2 separate regions of the Ovis aries genome follow, and region 1 is linked to region 2. A link is a contact called in public Hi-C data. All regions are on one chromosome and are shown on one strand. The core of a region is the stretch at or near the end of the contact, and the rest is flanking DNA. Distances in the headings are between cores, read along the strand shown. Region 1 holds the start of ATP2A2 (ATPase sarcoplasmic/endoplasmic reticulum Ca2+ transporting 2). Region 2 holds the start of P2RX4 (purinergic receptor P2X 4).

The links. Hi-C and Micro-C count contacts between places; a contact is called where the count stands out from the background.
Region 1: a Hi-C map of hypothalamus shows a contact between it and region 2, with 3 times the contacts expected there. The contact joins the promoter of ATP2A2 here to the promoter of P2RX4 in region 2. A contact is called at or near these places in 2 of 16 Hi-C or Micro-C datasets (hypothalamus and tail adipose tissue).

The regions. Positions count from the first base shown.
Region 1 is chr17:54,244,464-54,250,088 of ARS-UI_Ramb_v3.0, forward strand. It overlaps ATP2A2 (ATPase sarcoplasmic/endoplasmic reticulum Ca2+ transporting 2), which reads left to right and starts at 3,466. Exons shown (of 20, transcript XM_042234595.2): 1 at 3,466-4,208; 2 at 4,905-4,922; 3 at 5,009-5,091. The coding sequence starts at 4,091. It overlaps LOC121816943 (a long non-coding RNA gene), which reads right to left and starts at 3,294. Exons shown (of 2, transcript XR_006056673.2): 1 at 3,165-3,294; 2 at 259-2,949.
Region 2 is chr17:53,975,833-53,980,970 of ARS-UI_Ramb_v3.0, forward strand. It overlaps P2RX4 (purinergic receptor P2X 4), which reads right to left and starts at 1,729. Exons shown (of 11, transcript XM_060401159.1): 1 at 1,503-1,729. The coding sequence starts at 1,636.

The sequences.
Region 1 (5,625 bases), core at 2,216-4,715, 270 kb after region 2:
GGAATACAGACAATTCCTGACTCATGATGATTTGAATTATAATTTTTTGACTTTATGCTGATGTGAAAGCAATACATATTCAGCAAAAAACAAATTTTGAATTTTGATCTTTTCCCAGGCCATCAATACACACTATCATACTCTCTCAAGATGCTGGGCAGCAGCAGCCAATTGCAGCTCCCAATTAGCCATGCAGATCATGAAGAGTAAACAGATACACTTAAAGCCATTCTGTTTTTCACTTTAAATAAATTATAAGAGATATTCAATACTTTATTATAAAATAGATTTTGTGTTAGGTGATCTTGCCTAATTGTAGGCTAATGTGTGTTGAGCACATTGAAAGCTAAGCTATGAAGCCCATATTATGTGTATTACATGCATTTTTGACTTATGACACTTTCAGCTTATGATGGGTTTATCAGGACATAATCCCATGGTAAGTTGAGGAATATCTGTATTCCAGCCTCCAGGAAATAGACTTGCAAAGAACAGTCTGGTAACACTACCAATGTGAACTTACACATATGCTTGTCTCTGAGAAACCTATAATGCTGCTTCGCTTTGTTTTCGTTTGCTTTAAACCTAAGCTTCACATTCACATGAGGCGACAGGGCTTCCCTGGTGGTTCAGATGGTAAAGAATGCCTGACATGCGGAAGACCCAGGTTCTATCCCTGGGTCAGGAAGATCCCCTGGAGAAGCGCATGATAACCCACCCCAATATTCTCGCCTGGAGAATTCCATGGACAGAGAATCCTGGTGAGGACAAAGAGTCAGACACACCTGAGCGACTAACACAACAACCTGTTTATTTCACTAGTTGGAAATCAATAAACTTGAGTTCAGCAAAAACTTGCTGGGGCCCTCCCATGGCCCGGCCCTTTGCAAGTCACTGATCAGGGATGGTGGGAACTCTGTCATTCACTCTAACAATAGGCATTCTATAAATGATATATACCAGGGGTCTTCTGCACCCTAATGATGGACAAGGTAGACAAGCTCCTGTTCTCATGGAGCTTACATCCTAGTAGGAGGAAACAAGCAGTAAACAGCTAAGCAGAAAACACATCAGCAGTAAGTGCTGTGAAGAAAATAAAACAATGTGATAGCCAGTGTGACCTGGGAGGGTAGCCATAGCCCTTTAAGTAGTCAGTCAAGATATCTCTGAGGAGGTAACATGTAAACTGAGATCTGAAAGATAACATGGAACAAGAAGCTGGAAGATCTGGGGAACAGCATTCAGCACAAAAGCCCTGATCAGGAGCCTCTCAAGAAGCAGAAGTGCTGACAACTCCAAGCAGAGACCAAGCCATGGATCCAAAGTCAAATGCTTGAGATAATCTCCAGACTGAGGTTAACAATCCTCTTGCCTTTCTACTCTCACCGGGGTGAGGCAGAATGGGTAAGAAGTGGAGCAGACCTGGTTTGAGAAAGAAAAGAACCCCCAGCCCTCCATTACGACACCCCCACCATGCAGTCACCTGTTCCTCCTGCAAGAGGCTCCATTCCTGTGACCTAACCAGTTTCTACCTTGTTTCTCTTAGTGCACTGCCATACACTAGAATTTTTGTTTGTTTGTTTGGTGTAGGGTTTTGTTGGTCCTTTTCCAAGTATCAACCAAAACTGCATACCAGCCTCCACACCTTGGAAATAAATGACCTGCCTGACTTTTTTCAACCCGGTAATGCACTGTGATTTGCGTCTGTTAAAGGACTTTATCTTAGGGCTTCCCTTGTAGCCCAGTCAGTAAAGAATCTGCCTGCAGTGCAGGAGACCTGGGTTTGATCCCTGGGTTGGGAAGATCCCCTGGAGAAGGAAATGGCAACCCACTCCAGTATCCTTGCCTGGAAAATCTCATGGACAGAGGAGCCTGGTGGGCTGCAGTCCATCGGGTCGCAAGGAGTCGGGCACGACTGAGCGACTAACACTTACTTAGGTCCTGAGGTTGAGCCATGTGGGACAGCTGAGGTGATTTTTGTTCAGCTTTGCCTGGTGTGGATGGTACATCATAGCCAAACACAAAACTGGACTACATGCTTCATCCTGCTACAGGGTCCCTTAAGAAAATTGCTCTGTGATGCGAATATGTTCACTTTTTGCTCCTGAATTCAATGAGGTCTTTTTCTCTGTTAAACAGTCTGTTTATTTGGCGGCACGGGGTCTTAGTTGCAGCATTCTGGATCTTTAATTGCAGCATGGGGGAATCTAGTTCCCTGACCAGGGATGGAACCTGGACTGCCTACATTGGGAGTATGGAGTCTTACTTACCCACTGGACCATCAAGGAAGTCCCAATAGTCTAATTTTTTTTATATTAGCAAAATTCTCTTTATCTTGATGCTAGTTTTTAAAAATTTTTTTAAATTTATTTTTAAACTAGAATACAGTTGATTTACAATGCTGTTAGTTCCAGGTGTACAGTTAAGTAATTCAGTTTTATAGCTTTATTGTCAGATTGTTTTCTCATATAGGTTATTACAGACTATTGAGTTCCCTGTGCTATACAGTAGGTCTTTGTTGACGTGGGTTTTCTGCAGACCTCTAGAGCAAGTATCTGCGGTTTAAGAGCAGATTTTGGGTTAAAGTCCCTTTTTTCTGCTACCAACGAAAGTGGGAGTCTAGAAAATAAAAATAGCCTGATTAATGTCCAAGCAACGCACCTTCTAGCTCAACTCTGGCTTATTTAAGTTACAGTAGTGTAAACTGTGACTTCTATGTATCAAAAGCTGTGTGGGGTATTAAGGATAAAATAAAACCTCCTTCTTCCTCTCCCCAGAGTGGGATTCCCTCTGAGCACAGAAGGCGCTGGGGTAGGGCTGGTTATTTGCATGCGGTGGAGCTCTCGGCAAGGGGTGTGGGATGCGGTGTTCCCGAAGCGACAGATGAGGGATTTTGGCCGCGTGGGATGTGAACTGCGGAATTCCTCTCCTCCGTTCCTGAGAGGGGCTCTGAAAGATATAAGGTTAGGGACGCAGAGCGCGACCCTGGGGGCGGAGGGCGAGGGAGCGAGCCAAGGACACCAACCCTAGCACGCTTCCGGAAGCTCTCCGCGGACCGAGTTCATAGGTTCTTCGGCCTCGCCTTCCCGGTCACCCACCCCCAACCCGAGACCGATTCTGAAGGGCAGGCAGTTCCCTAGGGGCAGCGAGTGCAGCAAGCGCACCGTGAGCCCTCCACCCTCCTGGCTTCTACGTCTGCAGGTGGTTGAGCCGGGTAGGAATCGTGATCCTCAAGAGCCAAAAAGAGGCCGTGAGCTCGCGCTCCGCCGAAGAGACGGCCGCAGGCTGCAGTGCGCGGGCGCGGCGCGCTCAGGCCTCGATCCGGGTTCCTGGGGGCGGTGCGCGGGAGGGGGCGGGGCTTGCGCGGCCGCGTGGGCGCCAGTCGCGCGGGAGGGAGGGCTCCGGAGGGAGGGGGCGGGGCCGCGCCGCCCGCGCCGCGCTGGGCCCGCTTGGCCAATGAGCGGCGTCCACATGCCGCGGCGGCGGCGAGAGGGGAGGCAGCCGCGGATAAATGCTATTAGAGCAGCCGCCGCGGAGCCGTCCCCGACGCCACCTCCTTCTCCTCAGCCGCAGTTTCCTCAGCTACTGTCGGGGGTGCAGAGCTGAGGGGACTAGGCGAGCGCTCCGCGCACCATCCCGCCGGCTCGCCTCCCTCGCTCCGTTCCGCTCTCAAGGGTCGGCAGAGCACCCCCTCCTCCGGCCCGGGCGGGGCTGAGAATCACCACTGGAGAACGGGGAGGGGGCTTCGGGGCCGCGGCCTGCACTCCCGGCGGGCGGTTGAGGGTGAAGGAGGCCCTCCCTTCTGACGAGGGGAGGGAGGGTCAGGACCCCCCCCCCCCCGCCCACCGTCCAGCTGTGCCCGGGGCGGGCACCGGCGAGGGCCGGACAGCGAGAGGGGCGGTTGTCTGGGGGAGGGGGCGCGGGGTGATTCAGCGCCCAACGAGGCGGAAGCGGCCGGAGGAGGAGAAGGAGGGGGAGAGACCAGTCCGCGCCTGGGCGCCCGGGGTGGCACGAGCCCGCGGCCCGAGTGCTAGGCGGAGACGAAGAGGCCGCGGGGACTGGAGGCGAGGCCGGCCGGGCCCCCGCAGCCATGGAGAACGCGCACACAAAGACGGTGGAGGAAGTGCTGGGCCACTTCGGCGTCAACGAGAGCACCGGCCTGAGCCTGGAGCAGGTCAAGAAGCTCAAGGAGAGATGGGGCTCCAACGGTAGGTACCCGGCGCCGGGGCTGCAGGGGCCCCGCGAGGCTCGGCGCGGGCCCGAGAGCCAGGAAAGATGGCTGACCGGGCTCCACCTCGTGGGTCTCGGCTCCGCGCCCGCCGAGGGCTGCAAGCGACGGGTTGAGCCCGCGCGCTGGCCCCGCAGAAGAGGGGTTGCAGGCGGGGGGCACCGAGGTCGGGTCTGCGCCTCGTCTCGACATCCGCGTGGCTCCAGCCCTTGACCTTCTACCGCACGCAGCTAGCTCGGCGGCTCTTTACCAGCAGCAGCTGGCCCCGGCAGAGGGAGGGATGAGCCTCCTGCATCTGGGTTGAGCCCTGCGAGACATTTTCTCGTCCCTAGCCGGTTTATGAGGCGTCGCTGTAGTTGAGAATGCCTCTGACCATTCTACTACCCAAAGTTACACATCTGGCAGAAGTGATGACAGGGCTGAAATGACTCCTTGTTTCAGAAACCCTGCTTAGGTATTGATGAGATTTCACGTTTCAGAGTAGATCAGTACAGCAAGTATTGCATATTTTCTTGGGGTAGCATTTTGATATGGTTTCTATTAAATACTGTTGAATGTTCCTACATCTAGGTGCATCTTTCAAAGACAGTGATAATTTAGTAATTCTTTTTGGAAAGAGTGCTAAATTTTTTTTTCTTTTCCTTCTCTTGACACGTTGCCTGATGAATTTCTACAGAGTTACCGGCTGAAGAAGGTAAGTAATCTTAACATGTTTTTTCTGCCCCCTCGCCATGCTGATCTTAAGATGACATTTACAACAAATATGTTTCTTTCTAACAGGAAAAACCTTGCTGGAACTTGTGATTGAGCAGTTTGAAGACTTACTAGTTAGAATTTTATTGTTGGCAGCATGTATATCTTTTGTAAGTATAAAGAAATTTCTTTTCTTTCCCCAAAGTTGAGACTATACCTTAGATGAAAAAGCAGGAAATATCTAGCTATTGAGTGAGAACATTTTATTTGGAGATTTAAGCTGTGTTTTCTTGTTTTTGGTTTTGGGTTTTTGGTTGTTTTTTTTAAAAATACCCTAGGTATTTGAAAATTATAAATAGAACACGCCATTCCTGTACAGAAAATAAATGAATGCCTGACATTTGCAGTCCATTTAGAAATTGTTGCCAAATGTGGCAGGTAGGGTCTTTATAAATTCTTGTGGTTTATCAGTTTTTAATATCTAAAAGTTGCTTATTGGAAGGCTTTTTCTGTTTTGGGTTCTTCCGTTGTGTAAGATCATACTAAGATGATGATGGGCTCTTTGTAGTCTGTAAATAGAACTTACAAAAGGAATATTCCAGTTGCTCTCCCTTCCTGGTAATGGCAAGGTGACAGTTGTTTCTGACAGTGACAAGAATGATGACGGCAGTGATGGCACCACTGTTGACCAAATTTGGTCACTG
Region 2 (5,138 bases), core at 479-2,978:
GACTAATGAGTCCAATCTTGGGGGTTGGCCAGGTGGTTGTGATGTAGACTCCACACCTGGAAAAGCTATTTTACTGAACACTGTCAATACCTACTCCTGCTGTGCCGATAGATGGTAGAAGCCAAACCTGCCAGATTATGTGGATTCTTTCAGGCAGTGTTAATAGATTCCAAGCCCCACTCCAGTGGAGGGGGGTGGATTCCTGTTACCTTTAAACAATTCCTCCGATGAGTCTCTCATGACCAGATAGGTTTGGGAAACACTAAGAAAACTTTGCTGCACATTGGAATCACCTGGGGAGGTGGTCATACTCTATAGCACTTCAATCAGAAGATCTGGGTCTGAGAGCCAGTAATCAGTATATTTTAAAGATCCCCAAATGGCTCTATGTGCAGTTTGGGGAACACTGTATTAGGCATTTTAACAAAACAAAACTAACAAACAAAAAATGATGCATTAGATAACATCTGTCATCTCAGCACCTGTAGACACTCCAGGTGGACCAGGAAGGCAGGCCGAGTTGGTAAATTAACTTCCACCTTCTGGCTAGAGTTTAATTTTAGTGCAATGGGTACATCAATTAAAGTTAAGCACTCGGTAAGGACTTAGGGTGACAGGACAGGTAAGCAAAAAGGGCAGCATGGCAAATGATGAGGTTAGGGCTGGTGCCTATACCAAAGACTCCAACAACCCCACAATACGAAGGAACTGAACTTTAAGTGATTTTTCAAAGCGTGACCTGTTATCCTGGGTTACCACATGATGCTCAAAGGAAAGGACAGGAAGCCACAGACCCCAAAGGAACCAAGTGGAAGTCTCAAAACTTGGCTTCTGTCAGCAGACCATCAGAATGGGAAAGTGAAAGTGAAAGTGAAGTCGCTCAGTCGTGTCCGACTCTTTGCGACCCCGTGGACTGTAGCCTACCAGGCTTCTCTGTCTATGGGATTCTCCAGGCAAGAATACTGGATTGGGTTACCGTTTCCTTCTCCAGGGGATCTTCCCGACCCAGGGATCGAACCTGGGTCTCCCGCATTGGAGGCAAACGCTTTAACCTCAGCCACCAGGGAAGGGAAGCTCACAGCGGGAAGTGAAGAGCAAAGAGTGAGAAGTTTAGGGCGAAGCCCTCCCAGCCCCCGTCAAAGGCCATCGGGGAGCAAGTCAGAAGGGCAAGAAGCAGGAATGGCGAGGATGAAGGTCTAGCTAGGCTTTGCCTTCAAGACACAACATCAAAGCAGCCTCCGAACCCAGACCCGGGACAGAGCCGGTCCCCCTCGAGGCTGGGGGTGGAGTGGAGTAGATGGAGGATTTGGGGAGTGGGAATATGTCACAGGCTTCGGGTCGCTGTCCCCAGGACCCCACCTGGAGGGCGCTCGCGGGGCTCAGCCGAGGACCTAGGCCAGGATGAGCAGGTGCGCGGCCGGGACCCAGGAGGAGCTCCCGGCCTTCTGGCCACGCCCTGACCCCAGGACCCCGGCGGGGTGGATGCCCGCGGCCGCGCTCACCCGATGACGTAGGCCAGGATGAGCAGCTGCACCGTGCGGTTCATGAGCCCCACTTTACGGCTGCGGATGAGCACGATGCGCGGCGTGTCGTACTCGAACAGGAAGGCCCCCAGCACCGCGCAGCAGCCCGCCATGGCGCCGCCGCCGAGGCGCCCGGCTCTGCGCTCTAGGCCCGGTTGCCGGCTCCGCCGCCGCGTCCCTTCCCGGGAGCCCCGCCCGGAATCGCTGTTCGCGGCGGGGAGGGCCCGGAAGGAGGCGGCGCTGGCTCTGAGGGGACGGGGCCGGGCGGAAGGCGTGACCTCCCCCTCGGGTACGAGTGCCCTGCCGCCTCAGGGGGGCCGGAGGACGAGCGACCTTCTCAGGGGGAATGAGCCCGGGGGCTGAGGTGACTCCTCCTTGGGAACGAATGATCCCTGAGGAGAGGGGCGAGGGAATAATAGAGCGAGCGACCCCTTCAAGGGGGATGAACTCCACGGGGACGAATGAGGCCAAGAGGAGGTCCAGGGAGGACCAGTGAAGCTCAGGGGAGATAGAGCCCTCAGAGAGTGACCAACCCCTTGGGAACAAGATACCCTGCCCCCCCCCCCCCACCTTAGACGGGCAGTGCGACCCCCGTGGTATGTCTAGAAGTGACTGCAGGCGGAGGGGAGGGAGGCTAAGGATGGGGGCAGCTTAGGAGAAAGAGTAGTCCGACTGGAAGTTCAAACTCATGCAGGCCCCAATGGCGGGGTTGGGGGGTGTGTGCAGCGGCCGCCTTCTCTATTGCGGGGGAGGGGGGGAAGTTAGTTGCTCAGTCATGTATGACTCTATGCGACCCCATGGACGGTAGCCCGCCAGGCTTCTCTGTTTATGGAATTCTGGAGTGGGTAGTCATTCCCTTCTCTATCTTCCTCACCCAGGGACCTAGAGATCGAACCCCAGTCTTCTGCATTGCGGGTGGACTCTTTACCATCTGAGGCACCAGGGGGAAAAGCCTAAATATTTGGTAGCCCAGGAGCTCTTGGCTGGTGGAGAAGGAAATGGCAACCCACTCCAGTATTCTTGCCTGGAGAATCCCAGGGAAAGAGGAGCCTGGTGAGCTGCCGTCTATGGGGTTGCACAGAGTCGGACACGACTGAAGTGACTTAGCAGCCGCAGCAAGTAGCTCTGGGCTGGAGCCACAAACGCTGTAAAATACCCCTCCCCAAACTGAAGGCAGGCACATCCCTAGTCCAATACGGATGCTTCCTTCGTTGTAGGACAGAGGAGGAAGCAGCCTGAGCCTGGTGAGGAATTTCTGTGACCATCCTTTGAACTGAGAAAGTTTTATCACAACTTTAGGGAGAATTGGAAAACAGGGAAAGTGGAGGGAACACCCACAGTTGCACCACTTGAACATAATTTTCCACCTGTGTTCATTCCCTTCAGGTATGTTTTCATAAGTGTTTTATATTTAGTTTCATTGATTCGTTCAACAAGTGTTAATAAACACCTTGCATATACCAGGCACTATCTAGTGAATAGAACAAACCCAAACATCCTACCCTTATGGAGTATATAGTCTAGCAGATAGTTGTATATAATTTGTAAGCATAGTCAGTGATAGTGCCTTCCAGTTCCTGATTCACACTTCATTTTCCATGTTACAGCAGGCTTGTCATTATAAATCTGTGGATTGTTTCCTCATTTAGGGATAATTGCCCTAACTGCTCTCATCTGATTGCTTCTAGTTTGTGGATCCTGTGCATAATCTTTGACACACCATTTTAGTTCTTTTCCTGGAAATGAGATTCCTAAGCCACATCGCCTTGTTTTTCCAAATATAAGAAGGTGAATAATAAAATTTGAGGAAGACAGTATGTGCCTCTGGAGATGGACTTGTCATGTTAGAGGGAGGAATAGAGCTGCCATCTCCCTCAGTCCAAAATGGCCCCAGGAAAAGGTGGTAATAGTTTAAATGGGATTTTATTCATTCTTTGACAGATATTTACTAAGTGCCCATTGTATGTTGGACAGTGTTCTAGGCACAGGAGGGGAACAGACAGATGAAGTCTCTGCTCAAATGGAACTTTGTGCCGTTGGGGTGGAGGTGGGGCTTAAATTTTATGCAGAAAAGGAAAACTGAGTCATTCAGTTCTCATTGGAAAGAGACTTCAAAATACTTTTCCTTAAAAGTCAAACACATTGCCAGCTCTCAATACTTATCTCGTAGTAATGATGGTCCCTGCCTTACAGATCTGAAATTTAAATGATTGTGTTCTGAAACAATACTCAGTTAAGAGAAATGTAGAAATAAAAAGTTTTTGTGAGTGCCTAGTTGATAGTGTACCCCTAGGACCAACCAGAGTAGCTGATCCTGAAAAATAATTAGGAAAAGAAAATTATTTCATTTACTTGCCTTTAGTTCATCTCTTTTAAAAAACAGCTTTCTTAAGGCATAATTGACATACAAAAAACTGCACATATTTAAAGTATACAATTTTATAAGTTTGACATATGTACACACCCATGAAACCATCACCACAGTTAAGATAGTGAATATCCAATGTGTTAGCCAGATAAATTTTAGTGTATAAAGTGAAACTTACTGCAGATGACAGTTGGGACTTTTCGCATATGTCTTAATCACATTGAGTTCCGTACTGTGTGCCTGAGTGTAGTCAGTTACTGAGCAACTTTGGAAATTTTTCTTAAAAAGATCTTAGTAAAGATAACTCGATAAGGAAAGAATAGTCTTTCCAACAAATGGTGCTGGAACAACTGGATATCTAAATACAAATGATGAATTTGTACCCCTACCTCTTACCATCTATGAGAATTAACTCAAAATGGATCAAAGACCTAAATATAAAAGTTAAAACTATGAGTCATATGAAAACATAGGTATAAATCTTTGTGACCTTAGATTAGACAGTGGCTTTTTATGATACCTGCAGTACAGCTGACAGAAAAAAGATAAATTGACTTCATCAAAATTTAAAACTTTTGGGCATCAAAGGACACTACTGAAAAAAGACAACCCACATAATAGGGTAAACCATGTATCTGATAAGGGTCTAGAATCTTAAATAAGAGTTCTCTAACTTATAACTCATTTGTAGAATGACAAAAAATGGGCAAAAGATTTGAACAGCCATTTCTACAAAGACGATACACAAATGGCAGTAAGGATATGAAAAGATGTTCAGTATCACTGGTCACTAGGGAAGTACAAATTAAAATTACAGTGAGGTGCCACTTCATCCCACTAGCATGGCTGCAATCAAACCAATTGACAATCAAAAAGATGAGGCTGGAGAAAATTGGGATCCTGCTGGTGGGAAAGTAAAATGGTGCAGCTGCCTTAGAAAAACAGTTTGGCAATTTCTCAATACGTTGAACAATTACCATATGACCTAGCATTTCTACCTCTAGGTATATAACCAAGAAAATGGAAAAGATATGTTCATGTAAAAACTCATGCATAAATGTTCATAGTAGCATTATTTGTAAGCTCCAAAAAGGGGAATTAACCTAAAATGTCCATCAACTGATGAATGGATAAATAAAATATGGTTCATCCATATAATGAAATCTTCAGCCATAAAAAGAAATGAAACACTGATACATACTACCATGTGCATGAATCTCAAAAACTATGCTAAGTGAAAGAAGCCA